Regions from separate parts of the Mus musculus genome. Here region 2 is linked to region 1. A link is a contact called in public Hi-C data. All regions are on one chromosome and are shown on one strand. Each heading gives the region's core, a stretch centred on a gene start, on an enhancer-like site or on the middle of the called end of the contact. The rest is flanking DNA. Distances are from core to core; before and after follow the strand shown.

Region 1 (7,758 bases), core at 2,197-4,696:
CCAGCCCAGGCTCCAATTTTTTAAAAAGATATTTTATTAATTACTATTTTTGGTGTGTGTGTGGGGGGGGAGGGGGATGTGGGGAGCATGTTCACACTGCTGTATGCTTGTGGAGGCCAGAAGACAACTTTCTGGAGCAGGTTCTTGCCTTCTACTGTGGGCTGTGAGGATCAAACTCAGGCTGGCAGGCTGACTCAGCAAGTGCTTTATACCTGCTGAGTCACTTCACTGGCCCAAAGCCAATTACTTTTTGTTGTTGTTTATTTTTCTAGACAGGGTCTCATTATATAGCTCTGACTGTCCTAGAACTCATTATGTAGAATAGGCTTGCCTCAAACTCACGGAGATTCACTGGCTTCTGCCTTCCAAGTGCACCGCTGCGCCTGGCTCTTCCCAGTTAATTCTAAAAAGACTGAAAATAGTAAGAAAAAGGAAAAAAAAGATCAATTTAACCTCATACTATTTCTGGTGTGGTTCATTACTTTGTATAAATCTAATTTTCATAAGGTATCACATTCCCTTTGCCCATAGAGCTTTAGTTATCATTTCTTTTATGCACATCTGTTATAGACAATGTGTCTGTCCTCTTCAGTTTTTGCTGGTCTGAAAAGTTTAAGAATAGAAGCTTATGTATCCCAGATGTCTTCCAAGGATGACCTTGGCCTCCTGACCCTCCTGCCTGAAGCTCTTGAGTGTTGGGATTACAATACAGGAGTGTACTCTTGGTTTATGTGATACTAGAGATCAATCCAGAGACTCACAGGGCTAGAATCTCTAGCTACTAAAACTGAACTAAAGCTCTAGTTACTGTTGGAAAAAGTTTGGAGAGACAGAGTGACTGCGAGCCTGTAATCCTAGCTCATGGGAGGCTGAGGCAAGAAAATGATTGTAAATTTAAGATCAGCATAGACTACATAGGGAATTCTAGGCCAGCCTGGGCTGTAGTGTGAGACCCCATCTCAAAAAAAAAAAAAAAAAAAGAATGAAAAAAAAAAAAGCTAGGAGAGTTTTGGTTGCTAACACTTGGGAGGCAATGCAGGTCAATTTGAGTTTGGGACCAAACTATGTACAAGTTCCAAGCTAGTGGCTGGCCTCAGACTCATAGAGAACTACCTGTCTCTGCCTCCAAGTGTCCAGTGCTAGCATTAAAGGTGTGTATCTCCCAGCTGAAAGATACTTTTATAGGATACAGAACTATGTATAGTTTAATGTTTTTCTTAATTTTTTTTTTAAATTATAAGAATGCCACACCAGCGTTGGGCGTGATGATGCACGCCTTTAATCCCAGCATTCTGGAGGCAGAGGCAGGCGGATTTCTGAGTTTGAGGACAGCCTGGTCTACAAAGTGAGTTTCAGGACAGCCAGGGCTACACAGAGAAACCCTATCTAGAAAAAACAAAAGAAAAAGAAAGAAAGAAAGAAAGAAAGAGAGAGAGAGAGAGAGAGAGAGAGAGAGAGAGAAAGAAAGCCAGCCAGCCAGCCACATCATGGGCTGGTGAGACTGGCTCAAGGGGTAAATGTGCTCACTGCCAAACCTGACACCTGAGTACAATACACAGTTTCCACAGGGTAGAAGAAGAGAACTGAATCCTGAATGTTGTCCTTTGAACCTCCCTGCACATGGCTGCACATGTGTGTGCGCACACAAACCACACACACATATGGCTGCACATGTGTGCTCACACACAAACCACACACACAACGTAGACTTTTGGTTTACATAGTTTGTGATGAGAAGTTTGCTCCGTTTATTTTTTGGTCTTTTTTATATAATATTTTAACTCCCTCTGGCTGTCTTCAAGGTTTTTTTCTTAATCTTTGATTTATGTAAGTCTTAAGATGGTTTTTCTCAGTATTTATCCTGTTTAGGGAAGCTGATTTAGTATCTTTTGTTAATTTCTTTTAAAAGATTTTTTTTAAAGATTTATTTTATGTGTATGGGTGTTTTGCCTGCATGTATGTGTGTCACATGCATACCTGTTGTTCTTGGAGACCACAGGAGGGTGTAGAATCCCTTGGAACTGGAGTTACCAAGTCACCATGTGGCTGATGAGAACTGTACCTGGGTCTTCTGGAATATCGGTCAGTGCTCTTAACTGTTGAGATGTTTCTCCTGCCTCCTCATGTCCTCCCGAGATTCCGGTTTCTTGTTTGTTAGACTGGTATTGGGCTGAAGCTTTTGGATGGCCTAGTAGCTATTCTCTTCTCTTGTTCTATCCTGTGCTCTCTTGTCTTCTTATCTTATTGGTGGTGGGCTTCAGTTCCTTTTGGGTGGCTGCTATTGCTGTTGAGAGTGGCAGCTGGGGAGGCAGCTCAGGGGTTCTCAGTGTTCTTCCATTGCTACCTGAGTGTTTATACAACAGACAAGTTCTCTTTTTTTGTTTCATTTATTTATATTTACTTACTTCCTGTTATTTGTTTGTTTATTGTGGATGTGTATGGAGGTCTGAAGACATCTCAGGAGATTTTCCACTATCTGGGTTTGTTTTTTTTTTAAGATTTACTTATTTTATTTATATGAGTACAGTGTACTTGTCTTTAGACACACCAGAAGAGGGCATCAGATCCTATTACAGATGGTTGTGAGCCACCATGTGGTTGCTGGGAATTGAACTCAGGACTTCTTGAAGAGCAGTCAGTGCTCTTAATGGCTGAGCCATCTCTCCAGCCCCACCATATGGGTTTTGAGGTGTGTGTGTACTAGACAGGGTAGTAACTTTGTATGTAGCTCAGGATGTAGCTCTGGTTTCCTGGAACTCACTGTGTCAGCCAAGGTGCCCTCGAATTCACAGAGACCTACCTGCCTCTGCCCCCAGAGTGCTGAGATTAAATGCGTGCACCAACATACCTGGCATTGTATAGCTTTTTAAAAAACACAATAAATTATAAAGTGTTGGGGTTCAAACCAAGGGCCTTGAGTATGTTGGACAAGTGGTCTATGAGTGAGGTACATCCCCAGCTAGAATAGCTCTTATTCTAGGAGTAAGATTTATTTGTTTGTTTGTTTGTTTTTCAAGACAGGATTTCTCTGTTTAACAGTCCTGGCTGTCCTGGAACTCAATTGTAGACAAGGCTGGCCTCAAACTCAAGAGATCTGTCTGCCTCAGCCTTCTGAGTGCTGGAATTAAAGGCATGCACCACCACTACCACCCTAGAACTAATTTAGTCTCTTTCCTAGAACAGGCCTTTTGTGTTCTCTTCTAAAAGCCACAAAATTCAGGGAAGTCTGGTTTTTGTTTTTGTTTGTTTGTTTTTGTTTTTTTTTTCCTGGTTGGAGGAAAGTTGAATTGTTCTAAACCCAGTGTTAACTCTGAGAGTTGTTCATTTACCTTACCCCCTGGTGAGAGTTCTTTCCTTGGGTTGCTGTTCAGTTAGAATTGAAGGTGACCTGGAGCCTGCCTGTGTTTAGCACCCTCTTGTGGTGCTTAGCCCTACAAATTTAGCTGCTTTGGCCTACTTGGTTCATGTGGCCTCCCTGAGCCATTCTTTAGAAGTTACCCAGGCAGAGATCTGCCTAGGAGTTATAGGGCTCATCTTTCTTGTTTCCTTGTCTTAGTGATCAGTTAATAGCTGCCCATTGTCTCATGTCTGGAAGAGTTGTTTGTGTTTTATGTCCAGTTTCCTATTATTTATAGTAAGAGGTTGACTATAGACCACTTGAGGACATCCAGCTTAGGTGTCCTATAAAGCATTATGTAGTATTTAGGGAAAATAAAAAATAATTTAACTGTTATTGACTTCAAAAGAAATATGACAAGTTAAAAAAGAAGAAAATGAGAAAAAAATGTCGGTGGAATTCCATATTATAGAAAAAATTTACAGTTCTCAGTAGTAAATATTGTCAAGAAGTTTTTAGATCTTTTTCTGGTTTTATTAAGACAGAGTTTGTGTGTAGACCACACTGGCCTTCCTTTTGTTTATAGTGATCCTCCTGCCTTCACTTCTTGACTGCATGCATTACCACACTCTACTTATGCTTTGTGTCCATGGGTAAAAAAAAAGTCTCCTTTGCACACAAAAGTGTTCTTTATGAAGAAGAGTGATAAATTATATTCTTAAAATTCAGAGCCTTTTGCAGTGCTTGATGGAATTGTTAGCAAGGAAGAAAGGGTTGTAATCTGAGCTAGGTATAGTGGCCCAGCCCTAGAGAGGTGGGAATGGGAGAATCAGGAGTTGAAGGCCAGCTGCAGCTACACAGTGAGTTCTATGTGAGACTGTCGTAAGACAGACACCTAAAAACTAAATATAAAGAATAAAACCAGGTATTTGAAAGACCCTTAAATAAAGTAAAAACAATGAAAATGAGAGAAGATATTCACACTGTGAACATGTGAAAAACATATGTCAGCCACAACAACAAAAGGCTGGGCATGGTGGCACATTGCACATTGCATCTGGGAGGCATGAGCTAGAGGATCTTAAGTTTGAAGCTAGCCTGTGCTATACATTGAGACCTTGTCTCAAAAACAAACAAAAATTCTGGTAGAAAAACCACATAGAGCTGGAAGTGGTAGCTTGTTCTTTTGACTCTAGCAGGAAAATCACTTGAGCTCAGAAGTTTGGGGTCAACTGGGCAACATAGTGAGACAGACAAATCACGGACTCAACAAGTCCGTGAAAAATGCACACAAATTCAATGTAATAGTAGGTGAACCACAACAATTGGTATTTCACAAAAAAAGTGGCTGGGCCTGGTGGAGTGCACCTTTAGTTCTAGCACTCGGAAGGCAGAGGCAGGCAGATCAAGGCCAGTGTGGTCTACGAAGTGAGTTTCTGGACAGCCAGGGCTACACAGAGAAACCCTGTCTCAGAAAAATTAAAACAAAAAACAAAAACAAAACAAAAAGGGATACTTGGACAATAAATAGAAAGAAAATTTTCATCATAGAGAAGCTTTGAATGTTAAAAGATGTTCTAGCATTTGGATGTTTTAAAGAGACTGAACTTTTAAAGACTAGTGCTGTTTTAATTTTTATTTTTTTATTCCTGAGACACGGTTTCTGTGTGTAGCCCTGGCTGTCCTGGAACTCACTCACTCTGTAGACCAGGGTGGTGTGAGACTTAGAGATTAAACACATACGCCTCCAGGCCCAGTTGACTGTGGACTTTTAAAAGTTAGAATGTTTTAGATTGTGATGTTGATATTAATATGGGGTCTTGGAGATGAAGTTATTTATTAGTGTGACATGCTGATAAGGGGCCAACTGTCCTGACTAGTAACTTTGGAAAAATAAATTAGAACTATGCAGAAGCCTTTTCACATTCATTCCATCGGCAGAAATGCATTTCTTCTCACACGTCCCAGGCTGGCCTTGAATTTGCTGTCTAGCTGCAGATGATTCCTGAATGGTGAGATTATGGGTATGCCCCACCACGCCTGTTTATGTGGTCCTGGGGATCAAATTCAGGGTTCCTGCATGCTAGGCAAGCACTCTACCGATTATACTTCCTCCCCAGACCCTAAAAAGATTTTTTCCTTAGGAGTATAGGTTGTAACAAATCTTACAGCTTGGCTGGACATTGTTTCGTGAGGCTAAAATGTACTTATCTTTAAATCCTCAGTCCAGTTTTCATCTCTGAATATACAACAGGAGACATGCATAGAAACGTTTATAGCAGCATTGTTCACATTGCTAGCTTAATTCAGAAATAACCCAAATGCCAACAATGAGAGAAGAAATAAAACAAAATGACCATAGGGTTGATGAGATGGCCAAGCAAGTACAGGCCACCTAGCCAGAAAACCTGACTTTTCCTGGGACCCACACAATAGAAAGAGTTGATTCCCCCAAGTTGTTCCCAGACCACCTTTGAAATGACTGTAGAGCTAGGTAGTGTGAGCTACACGTATGTCAGCCAAGTCATGCTGTTCTATAGTAAATCCTAACTTTTCTTTTCCTTCCTTAGCTTGCTTGTTCACTCATTGCATTCATTGCAATGGTTCTGAGAAACTTTTGCCTTTCTGGAAAACCTAGTAATTGCCTTTGAAGGTATTTAGATATTAAAGAAACTGGTAAAATGAGATCATACCTCCTCAAAAAGAGTAGTTTTCTTGTACATAGAACTTTTGCCATGTTTATTAAAATGGCTGTGAACATTTTTTGTGTAGTGCATAGAAATAGACCTAGCCACTATGCACCTGGCTTTAGATGACTGTGAATTCTTTGTTCCTGTCTCACCAGGTATACAATGTTTACATGGCTGGGAGGCAGCTGTGTTCTAAGCGGTACCGGGAGTTTGCCATACTGCACCAAAACCTGAAGAGAGAATTTGCCAACTTTACATTTCCTCGACTTCCAGGAAAGTGGCCATTCTCATTATCAGAACAACAATTGGATGCCCGGCGTCGTGGGTTGGAAGAATATCTAGAAAAGGGTAAGCGATGCTTCATTTCTCAGCAGGTAAAGGCACTTGCCACCAAAGCTAATGACCTGAGGTAGAAGAAAAGCAACTCACACAGGCTGTCCTATCACCACCGTTTATTTGCAATGATGGGTTTGTGCCCTACCCAAACGGGTGAATAAATAAATGTAAGTTTTAAAAATGTTCAAAAGGGCTGGGCGGTAGTGGCGCACACCTTTAATCTCAGCACTTGGGAGGCAGAGGCAGGTGGATTTCTGAGTTCAAGGCCAGCCTAGTCTACAGAGTGAGTTCCAGGACAGCCAGGGCTACACAGAAATACCCTGTCTCGAAAAACTAAAAAAAAAAAAAAAAAAAAAAAAAGTTCAGAAGGTAAGCTAGTCCATTAAACTTTACTATGCTGAATGGGTGTAGATTCTAATTCCTAAATTGCATAGCTGTGTTTCCTAAACATCAGTAGTGCAAGGAAGTCATGTTCCTGATAAGAAGTGTTGAATGATCTGGGCCCTGAAGGCAAGGCTGAAATGTTCTCTATGGTGATAGTACCCTGCTTTGCTAGCTTGCAGAGAACCTCATAACAGAAAAATGAAGTTGTTGGTGGCCCTTCATGGTCTTTTATTTATAGGGTTGTATTTACCTATAAATACATTACTATGGTGCATTGATGATTCTTGGTTCATTGGGGTGTCCTGTATAGAAATTCTTTATTCCTTCTACAGCTGTTCCTGTATAGGTTTATCTGTTGACAATCTAAAGTCTCCTTATTCTCAATAGGGAGAATTAATAAAGCTTCCAAATGATAATTTAGGGTTGTATGGATGTAGTACTGTGATATTTGTTTCTCTAGAAAGGTATAGAAATGACACAGATCTGAAAACATGTAATCTTGTGGTTGTGAAAAGACACTTGCCTGGCTGTATTATAGCTATATAGCTTGCTAACGGTGTGTCTTAATTACATTTCTATTGCTTTGAAGAGACACTATAACCAAGTTATATTATTTTAAATGCTTATAAAAGAAAGCATTTAATTGGGGGCTTGCTACAGTTTGAGAGGGTGAGTCTATGACCATCATGATGGCAGGGATACAGTGGCAGGCAGGCCAGCAACTGGACAGGGAGGGCTCTGGAGCCCATAGTTGAGAGCTTACATCTCGTCCGCAAGAGAGACTGGATCTGGTGTAAGTTGTAGAAATCCCCAAACCCACCCTCAGTGTCACACTTCTTTCAACAAGGCCACATACCCCAGTCCCCACCAGACAGTTTCAACAACTGGGAATGAAACATTCAAACACATGAGCCTATGGGAACCATTCTCACTCAGATCACCACACTATGTAATAGGGTTTTTTTTTTAGAATATTAGTTTAAAAGAATAACTGTAAAGACTAATTGTCAG
Region 2 (7,758 bases), core at 1,448-3,947, 77 kb before region 1:
CTATGAATAGTTCATGGAAGCTCCCCGTCTGTGGGTTTTCCCCTGCGGTGTCCTGAGAGGCACACCTTAGCCTCCCTAACCCAGAACTGAGAACTGTCTTCTCTGTCAGTCTCAGCAAAACTGCTACTGTATTTATTTTGCTAAGTTATTGCTGGTTTTGCTTATATCTCATAATTGATTTAGTACCAGTGTTCTGCAGCTTTCTGCCGAGGTATTTAGGTTTACCTGGACATGGGGAAAGTATCCTGGTTGGCCTCGTTGGTTTCACAGTGTCATACTAACTCCCCATGCCATCCCTCTAGCTGCTGCTTTTCCTTTCTTTCCCTAGAGTCTACCTGTATCTCAGGAGGCTCATGTCTGTCCCAGAGTGTGTGCTGTCTGGGGAATAGGGCAGTGGGGACTGTTTGGGAGGAAACAGAGGTTCTTCTAATCTCTCTGAACACTTCCACCCATAACAACCTCTATCCCAGCCCTGAATGACCCTGCAGCTCATCGTGTTCGCTATAGTGTGGTCTAGTAGCCTCATGAGTGTTCTACTTGGCTCACAACCAGAAGCCTTAAGTCTTGTGTGTTTCTGTGTCAGGACTAGACCCAGATCCTGGCTTTGTCTGTACAGTGTCCTGAGACTTCAGGCAGAACGAGTGGGTTGTACATAATCTCCGTGCCCCTTCAAATTCTTTTCCTGTCTGTGACATAGTCTTTGTATGGCAACTTTAATAAATTATGCTAACATCTCTTTGCCCCGTGGGTCTTTTACTTCTTGGGGAGAATGAGAGCACATGATACACTGTCTCTCAGAGGTAGCATCCTGTGGTCAGCATGTGAGCAGTGAATTACAACTCTCTGATTTTGATGGGTAGGTGATTGTGGTATTCAGAAAAGTTACCAGCCATCAGGCCCTGTGGTCTAACCCAAGCTTTGACCCTGTCTAGGAACCCTGTGTTTGGCCACAGTGTGTCCTGATTTGGTTATAGGTCCTAAGACTGCATGGAGGGACAGCAGTCACAGGAGAGGCACGTGAGCAGCTCACATCCTTTGCAGAAGTGAAAAGCTCTGGGAAATGCTGACTGCAACTCTTCAAGGGTTTGGTGGTTTCTGGAAGTCTCTGTTAGTACAGTGGCTTTTCTTTTCATCCCTTTCTGCCAGGAAGCTAGTGGGCTACAGAGCCAAACAAGACATAGGTGAATTTACACAAACTCTTCTGGGCCAAGGAAATGGACAACACGGTCCTGTTGCCTGATCCCTCTGGTTTCCCTTTCTCTTTCTATTGAGACTGTAACTTTTCCCCCTGCTTCAGCTGTATTCACAATACAGGCATCAAAACACTCTGGAAACATCCCGCCCCAGATGTGGCTGCGGCTCCTGACTCCTGGGTTTCTCTTGCACCGGCAGTCTTGCTTGGCGCAGGTATATCCAGACTGCTTGTGTCAGAATATTAACAGGGTGGAAGCAGGGTGGGGTTGGCAAGGATGCCGAGAAGACTGGCCTAGCTAGAGGATGCAGGAGTGAGTGTTGCCCTGCAGGAAAGGGAGGCTCTCCTGCAGGGCCTGCTGAGCTACATGGGAGGAGCAGAGATGTGGGGTAGAGATAGGAAGTGGGCAGGAGACTTTCTGGAGACCAGAAACAAGGCTCTAAGGGATCAGAAAGAAAAAAAAAGGAGAGAGAACTCTGGGGTCTGCTTTACAAGCCACGGTGAGCGGTGAGCGGCTGCTGCAAGGAATGAACGAGGCCAGGGCGGATGCAGGAGAGTAGCTGGGAAACAACAGCATCGACAGTCCTTCCAATTAGAGATGTTGGATGGGGCTGAGGAGGTGGCAAGCTCCTGGCTTCTGCTGTCTTTTATTGCCTGTGTTTTGTAGTGTTTTAAGCCAACTCCTGTGTGCTACCGAGGAGGCTTGATTTCTGCCTCTCTGGGACCTCTGCCATGAGGGCGTTAAGAGCTGCCCAGACATGCAGCCATCATTGTCAGCCTCCTATAAACCTGGGCTGCAAGCCTGGTGATGGAAAAAAAGCTCACAGGAGCGCTTGTTCCCTGCCTGCCCAACAACTGCCCATATTCCATGTCTTCATTTTTCCTTGCACTAAGCAGAAAAGAGCCTGGTAGCACATGCTGTCTCAGCCAAGAGAAGCAGATTGTTAGCCTCAGCTGCTTTGGTGATGGGGAAGGAGGACTGAAAATGTAAGGGCAACCTGCTCAACTTAGTAAGACCCTGACTTAGAATAAATAAAAAAGGAACACAGAGCATAGTGGTGCACACCTTTAACCCCAGTAATTAGGGGGCAAAGGCAGGTTGATTTCTGTGGGTTTGAGGTATACATGGTCTATATAGTGAGTTCCAGGCCAGACAGGTGTCTAATGTTCACTTTCTTTGTGTCTCTGGAGCTCTCCCTGTGTCTTTCTTGGGAGCCTCAAAAGCCCCTATCCCCTGCCTTGCTTGCCAAGAGCTGGGATTACAGGTGTGTACCACCATGCCTGGCTTTGTCCCCGTTTTAAATCACTGTTGACCATGAACTGTTCGATGAAACATTTCCACTTTGGGAAGCTGTTCTGCTTGACACCATACTTGAATGGAGGAGGATAATGCCCCCTGGGATAGAGAAGCAATGTTCCCTCTTTAGCCAGCTCCTGGTTCTGGGTGGCTGTTTTTGTGGGGCCCGTGGAATCCCCTGAGTTCTCTGATTCCTCAGAGCCAAGCTGCTGAGCTAGGGCCTGAGTCTGTTCAGGCTATGACTCAACAACAGATGTTAGCCTAGGGCCCTTGGCCTCTTTTCCATGCTTTGATTTAGAGCTCTGGCTTTGCAAAGAGCAATTGTTTCCTCTAGTCTGTCCCAATTATAAGACTGTGGCCTTGAAACTCATAAGTTGGAGACCTACATATCCCCCCTTTCCCAAGGAAAATGCTTATCCAGGCTGAGAGTGAGAGAGATGGTTCTTAAAGGTAAGTACTTTCTGGCTCACTGAGACCAATTCAGGACTTTACGCTAAAATCTCTATCCCTGGAGCCCTGTGGGAGAAGGGATTGAGGGCGGATGGCCGGATAATTAATTTCCCTACAGGGTATTGGTCACCAAGTCTTAAACCACAGGGACCTCAGCATGCTGAAGGGAAGAAAATGTTTAGTCTGAGTTGAGTGAACTATCGCATAGTCAGTCTTTTCCTCTCTGTTACTGGGGTCCTAGGCCCAGCCTCACCCTTCTGTCTGTCCTGTTTTAACTGACATTTTGTGTAAAATGTATATTACTAGGTGGGAAGTTTTGCAAAACAAAGTCAATGAAAAAATGAACTTTTAGGGCTGGAGAGATGGCTCAGTGGTTAAGAGCACTGCCTGCTCTACCAGAGGTCCTGAGTTCAATTCCCAGCAACCACATGGTGGCTCACAACCATATGTAATGGGATCCAATGCCCTCTTGTGGTGTGTCTGAAGACAGCTATAGTGTACTCATATATTAAATAAATAAACAAATATTAAAAGAAACAAAACACTCTGTTGTGTGCACAGTGTTAAGCCAAGCTCTGCTATAGGACAGGGCTGTATTCCTCCAGGATTCTGCTGGGTTGCTGGGCCAGCCCGTGAAGAGGTGGATAATAATGCAGAGACAGTAGGAAGGATGTGATGCTAGAACTGAGCCTGGGGGATATGAGGCCAGGAGAAAAGACCGGAAGAACATGTGCAGCGGAAATCATTAAGCACATTTGGAGGACAGGAAGACCAGCTGAAGGCTTTTTGGGGAAGTGGTCACTACATAGACCTGGCTGGCCTTGAACTCAGAGATCCAACTGCTTCTGTCTCCAAAATGCTGGGATTAAAGGCATGGGCCACCACTGTGTCTTACATAATACTCTTTATCAACTAAAAGTAAGTTTTGTTTGTTCATTTGCTCGGTTTTTTGTTTGTTTGTTTGTTTGTTTTGAGACAGTCCTGCTACATAGCTCTTGCTGTCCTAGAACTCACTTTGTAGACCAAGCTGACTTCCAACTCACAGAGATTTGCCTGCCTCTGCCTCCCCAGTCTTGGGATTAAAGCATGCACCCCCATGCCCAACTACAAATAAGAATTTAATGAATTGGGGCTGGTGAGATGGCTCAATGGGTAAGAGCACCCGACTGCTCTTCCGAAGGTTCGGAGTTCAAATCCCAGCAACCACATGGTGGCTCACAACCATCCATAATGAGATCTTCTGGAGTGTCTGAAGACAGCTACAGTGTACTTACATATAACCAATAAATAAATCTAAAAAAAATTTAAAAAAAAAAAAAAAAAAAAAGAATTTAATGAATTGATTGGTCAATCGGGGAGGGGCATTTCAGCTGAAAGAGACAATACCAGCAAATGTCACTGGGACTATGCAGAGGGCATGGGGACTACAGTTTGGCTGAAAGAGAAAAGCAAATCACCTGGAAAACAGGGGAACCGAAGAAGGGTAACAGGAACAAAGACACACCCACTTCATCAGCATGGCAACCTCCTGGAGTGTTTACTTCAGTCTCTTTAGAAAGGGCCCCTTTGGCCCTCGTGGTGGCCTTTAATCCCAGCACTTGGGAGGCAGAGGCAGGCGGATTTCTGAGTTTGAGGCCAGCCTGGTCTACAGAGTGAGTTCCAGGACAGCCAGGACTACACAGAGAAACCCTGTCTGGAAGAACCAAAAAAAAAAAAAAAAAAAAAAAAAAAAGGAAAAAGAAAAAAGAATAAAAAGAAATGGCCCCTTTGGACTGGTGGGTTGGCTCAGTGGGTAAGAACACTGACTGCTCTTCCGAAGGACCTGAGTTCAAATCCCAGCAACTACATAATGAAATCTGATGCCCTCTTCTGGTGTGTCTGAAGACAGCATCGGTGTACTTATCTATAATAATAAATCTTTGGGCTCAGAGCAAGCAGCGACTGAGAGAGTGGGGTTCAGGATCCTAAATTTAATTCCTAACAACCACATGAAGGCTCACAACCATCTGTACAGCTACAGTGTACTCATATACATTAAATAAATAAATAAAATATTTAGAAACTGTCCTTTCCCTTGAGTTCAATTCCTAACAACCACATGGTGGCTCACAAACATCTGTAACTGGATCTGATGCCCTTTTCTAGTGTGTCTGAAGACAGCTACAGTGTACTATTATTTATAAAATAAATAAATCTTTAAAAAAAAAAACAAAGCGGGGGTGGGGCTGGAGAGATGGCTCAGCGGTTAAGAGCACTGACTGCTCTTCCAGAGTTCTGAGTTCAATTCCCAGCAACCACATGGTGGCTGACAACCATCTGTAATGGGATCTGACGCCCTCTTCTGGTGTGTCTGAAGTCAGTAACAGTAACTTAGATAAACAACAACAACAAAAACAAATCTTGAGGAGGAGAAGAAGAAGAGTTATTATTTTCCTAGCCGGGAGGGGATGCATCATTAATCCCAGCCTTTGGGAGGGAGAGGCAGGTGGATTTCTTGAGTTCAAGACCAGCCTGGTCTATGAAGTGAGTTCCAGGACAATCAAGGCTGCACAGAGAAACCATACCTCGAAAAAACAAACAAACAAACAAACAAACAATTTTCCTGGTAACTGGAGAGATGGTTCAGAAGTTAAGAGCACTGGCTGCTCTTCCAGAGGACCTGGATTCAATTCCCAGCACACACATGGCATTGCACTAGAGAACCTGATACCCTCACACAGACAGACATGCAGGCAAAACGCCAATGAACTTAAAAATAACTTTAAAAAAATTTTTTTTGGGTCTGGTTGAAGACAGGACTGAGTGGTTTAAGAGCACCAACTGCTCTTCAAAAGGACTTAGATTTGATTCCCAGCACCCATATAATGGTTTACAACTGTATTCAGCTCCAGTTCCAGGTGATCTGGCCTCTAAGAGTCAAGGCATGCAAATGATACACATGTAGGCAAAATACCCATACACATAAAAAATTTTTAAATTAAAAAGAATTTTGTGTACTGCAAAGGTCTTTGCTACTTTGTGGGTTCTTTTTCCCCCAAAGTAGTTTTACTCCCTAACATTAGGAGAGCAAGGATAGAGAGGAGTTAGGAAAATGCCTGAATCTTGTTTCTTTCCTTTTATTTCTTTGTCCACGGCTACTAACAAACCACAAACAACCCCCCTACGTAACCAACGACCTATAACCACACACACCCCAACCCCCACCTAGTGGGACTCTAGGATTTAATATATTCTCTGAAAAGTTCCCAGAGTTCCAAACGTCACACAATCGAAGAAACTATCTATAGCTGGCAAAACTATGCCTCTGCTAGAGCACGAGGCAAATCATAGTCAGTTGCTGCAGACAATCTGAAGCAGCCCCATATCCCTACACCTGGGATTTAAAGGAAAGGACAGGGCTGGAGAGATGAGATGGCTCATGGGGTAAGATCACTGACTGCTCTTCCGAAGGTCCTGAGTTCAAATCCCAGCAACCACATGGTGGCTCACAACCATCCTCAGTGAGATCTGTCGCCCTCTTCTGGAGTGTCTGAAGACAGCTACAGTATACTTATAATAAATAAATAGATAAAAATTTAAAAAAGGAAAGGATATTCTTAGAATATTTCTGTGGTTTTTAAAGAAACCAAATTGTCACTTCACCTACTATCTTCGTTGATCCCAGGGAATGGGGAGCAGGTAGATTGTGTGTCCTCCTTATGGTAGATTCAGAAAGCTGCACCAGCAATAAAGAAACTCACCTGATACTCCCTCATCCTTTGTTTGGTCATTTGGCAGTAGTGAGATTGTGTAGCATAGAGTTGTGGGCTTTGCCCTTGCTTATTGTATCCTTCTTACAATCCACGTTAGTTGGAAAAGTTATTTAAACTCTCTAAGCTTCACAAGATGATAGTGTCTACTTAGTAAGAACATTTAAGGAATGTCCGTAGTAAGCCAGGTATCATCATTTCCCATTTGACAGATGAAGAAGTTGCGACACAAGAAAGCAAGTCTTGTGTCAAAGGTAGACAGTATTGTGGTGGGTTGCCCTGGTGCTGTTTGTATTCTGATGTTAGTTCTGCTTCCTCAAGAGGGGCTTCCTTGACCAGGAGTGGATCCCGTACTCAGGTGATCTCCTGGGAACCTTCTCCTCATATTAACTGTCAGGTAAAGGCTAGAGCCTGTGATTTGGCAGTGGAGGGGAAAGATAGGGCTGGAGGTTTTAGAGGGTGAGGGAAGAGAGGGAAAGAAGGAGGGAAAAGATGGGGGAAGAGGAGATGGACAGAAGATGGAGCAGAACCACATGGCCCTGAGAAGCCGCAAGTACCAAGGGATCTCATAGCTGGGGAATAGAGTGGTGTAGTGGTAAATCTGCCCAATCAGGCTGGTGAGATGGCTCAGTGGTTAAGAGCGCCGACTGCTCTTCCAAAGGTCCCGAGTTCAAATCCCAGCAACCACATGGTGGCTCACAACCATCCGTAATGAAATCTGATGCCCTCTTCTGGAGTATCTGAAGACAACTACAGTGTACTTACATTAAATGAATAAATATTTTTTTTTAAAAATCTGCCCAATCTAGGCATGTAGCTTATAAATACTGTAACTGAGTTGTATGGGTTTTTGTTGTTGTTGTGGTTGTTGTTGTTGCTGTTTGTTTGTTTGCACAGGCTTATGGGTTTGGAGATTTACAGCAACAAATTGGTGCTCAGCATGGGGCTTGAACCCATGACCCTGAAATTAAAAGTCTCATGCTCTAAAGAGAAGAGATGCTAGAAAAAAAAATTGAAGAAGTTCATAGATGAGACTGAGCAATGGTGCTAGTAAATCAAAATAAAGTAGG

Evidence for each region. Hi-C and Micro-C count contacts between places; a contact is called where the count stands out from the background.
Region 2: a Hi-C map of bone marrow-derived macrophages shows a contact between it and region 1, with 3 times the contacts expected there. The contact joins two enhancer-like sites. A contact is called at or near these places in 4 of 15 datasets of contacts at CTCF or cohesin (the G1E-ER4 cell line, large pre-B cells, liver and 1 more), 57 of 484 Hi-C or Micro-C datasets (the AML12 cell line, B cells, the BV-2 cell line and 36 more), 6 of 115 datasets of contacts at active chromatin or transcription factors (CD8 T cells, bone marrow-derived dendritic cells, embryonic stem cells and 2 more) and 3 of 9 other capture datasets (adipose tissue, liver and pancreatic islet).

The regions. Positions count from the first base shown.
Region 1 is chr3:94,529,814-94,537,571 of GRCm38.p6, reverse strand. It overlaps Snx27 (sorting nexin family member 27), which reads left to right. Exons shown (of 12, transcript NM_001082484.2): 3 at 6,183-6,375. Among named protein-coding and RNA genes, the nearest start is that of Snx27, 49 kb to the left of the region's middle. Within about 2 kb of position 3,446, at least 9 of the 459 cell types and tissues checked have an H3K27ac peak or open chromatin away from gene starts, as enhancers often do. A contact at or near this core is called in bone marrow-derived macrophages, granulosa cells and trophoblast stem cells, where this site is marked.
Region 2 is chr3:94,605,735-94,613,492 of GRCm38.p6, reverse strand. It overlaps Tuft1 (tuftelin 1), which reads left to right. Exons shown (of 13, transcript NM_011656.3): 13 at 1-740. Among named protein-coding and RNA genes, the nearest start is that of Snx27, 27 kb to the right of the region's middle. Within about 2 kb of position 2,697, at least 81 of the 459 cell types and tissues checked have an H3K27ac peak or open chromatin away from gene starts, as enhancers often do. A contact at or near this core is called in bone marrow-derived macrophages, granulosa cells and trophoblast stem cells, where this site is marked.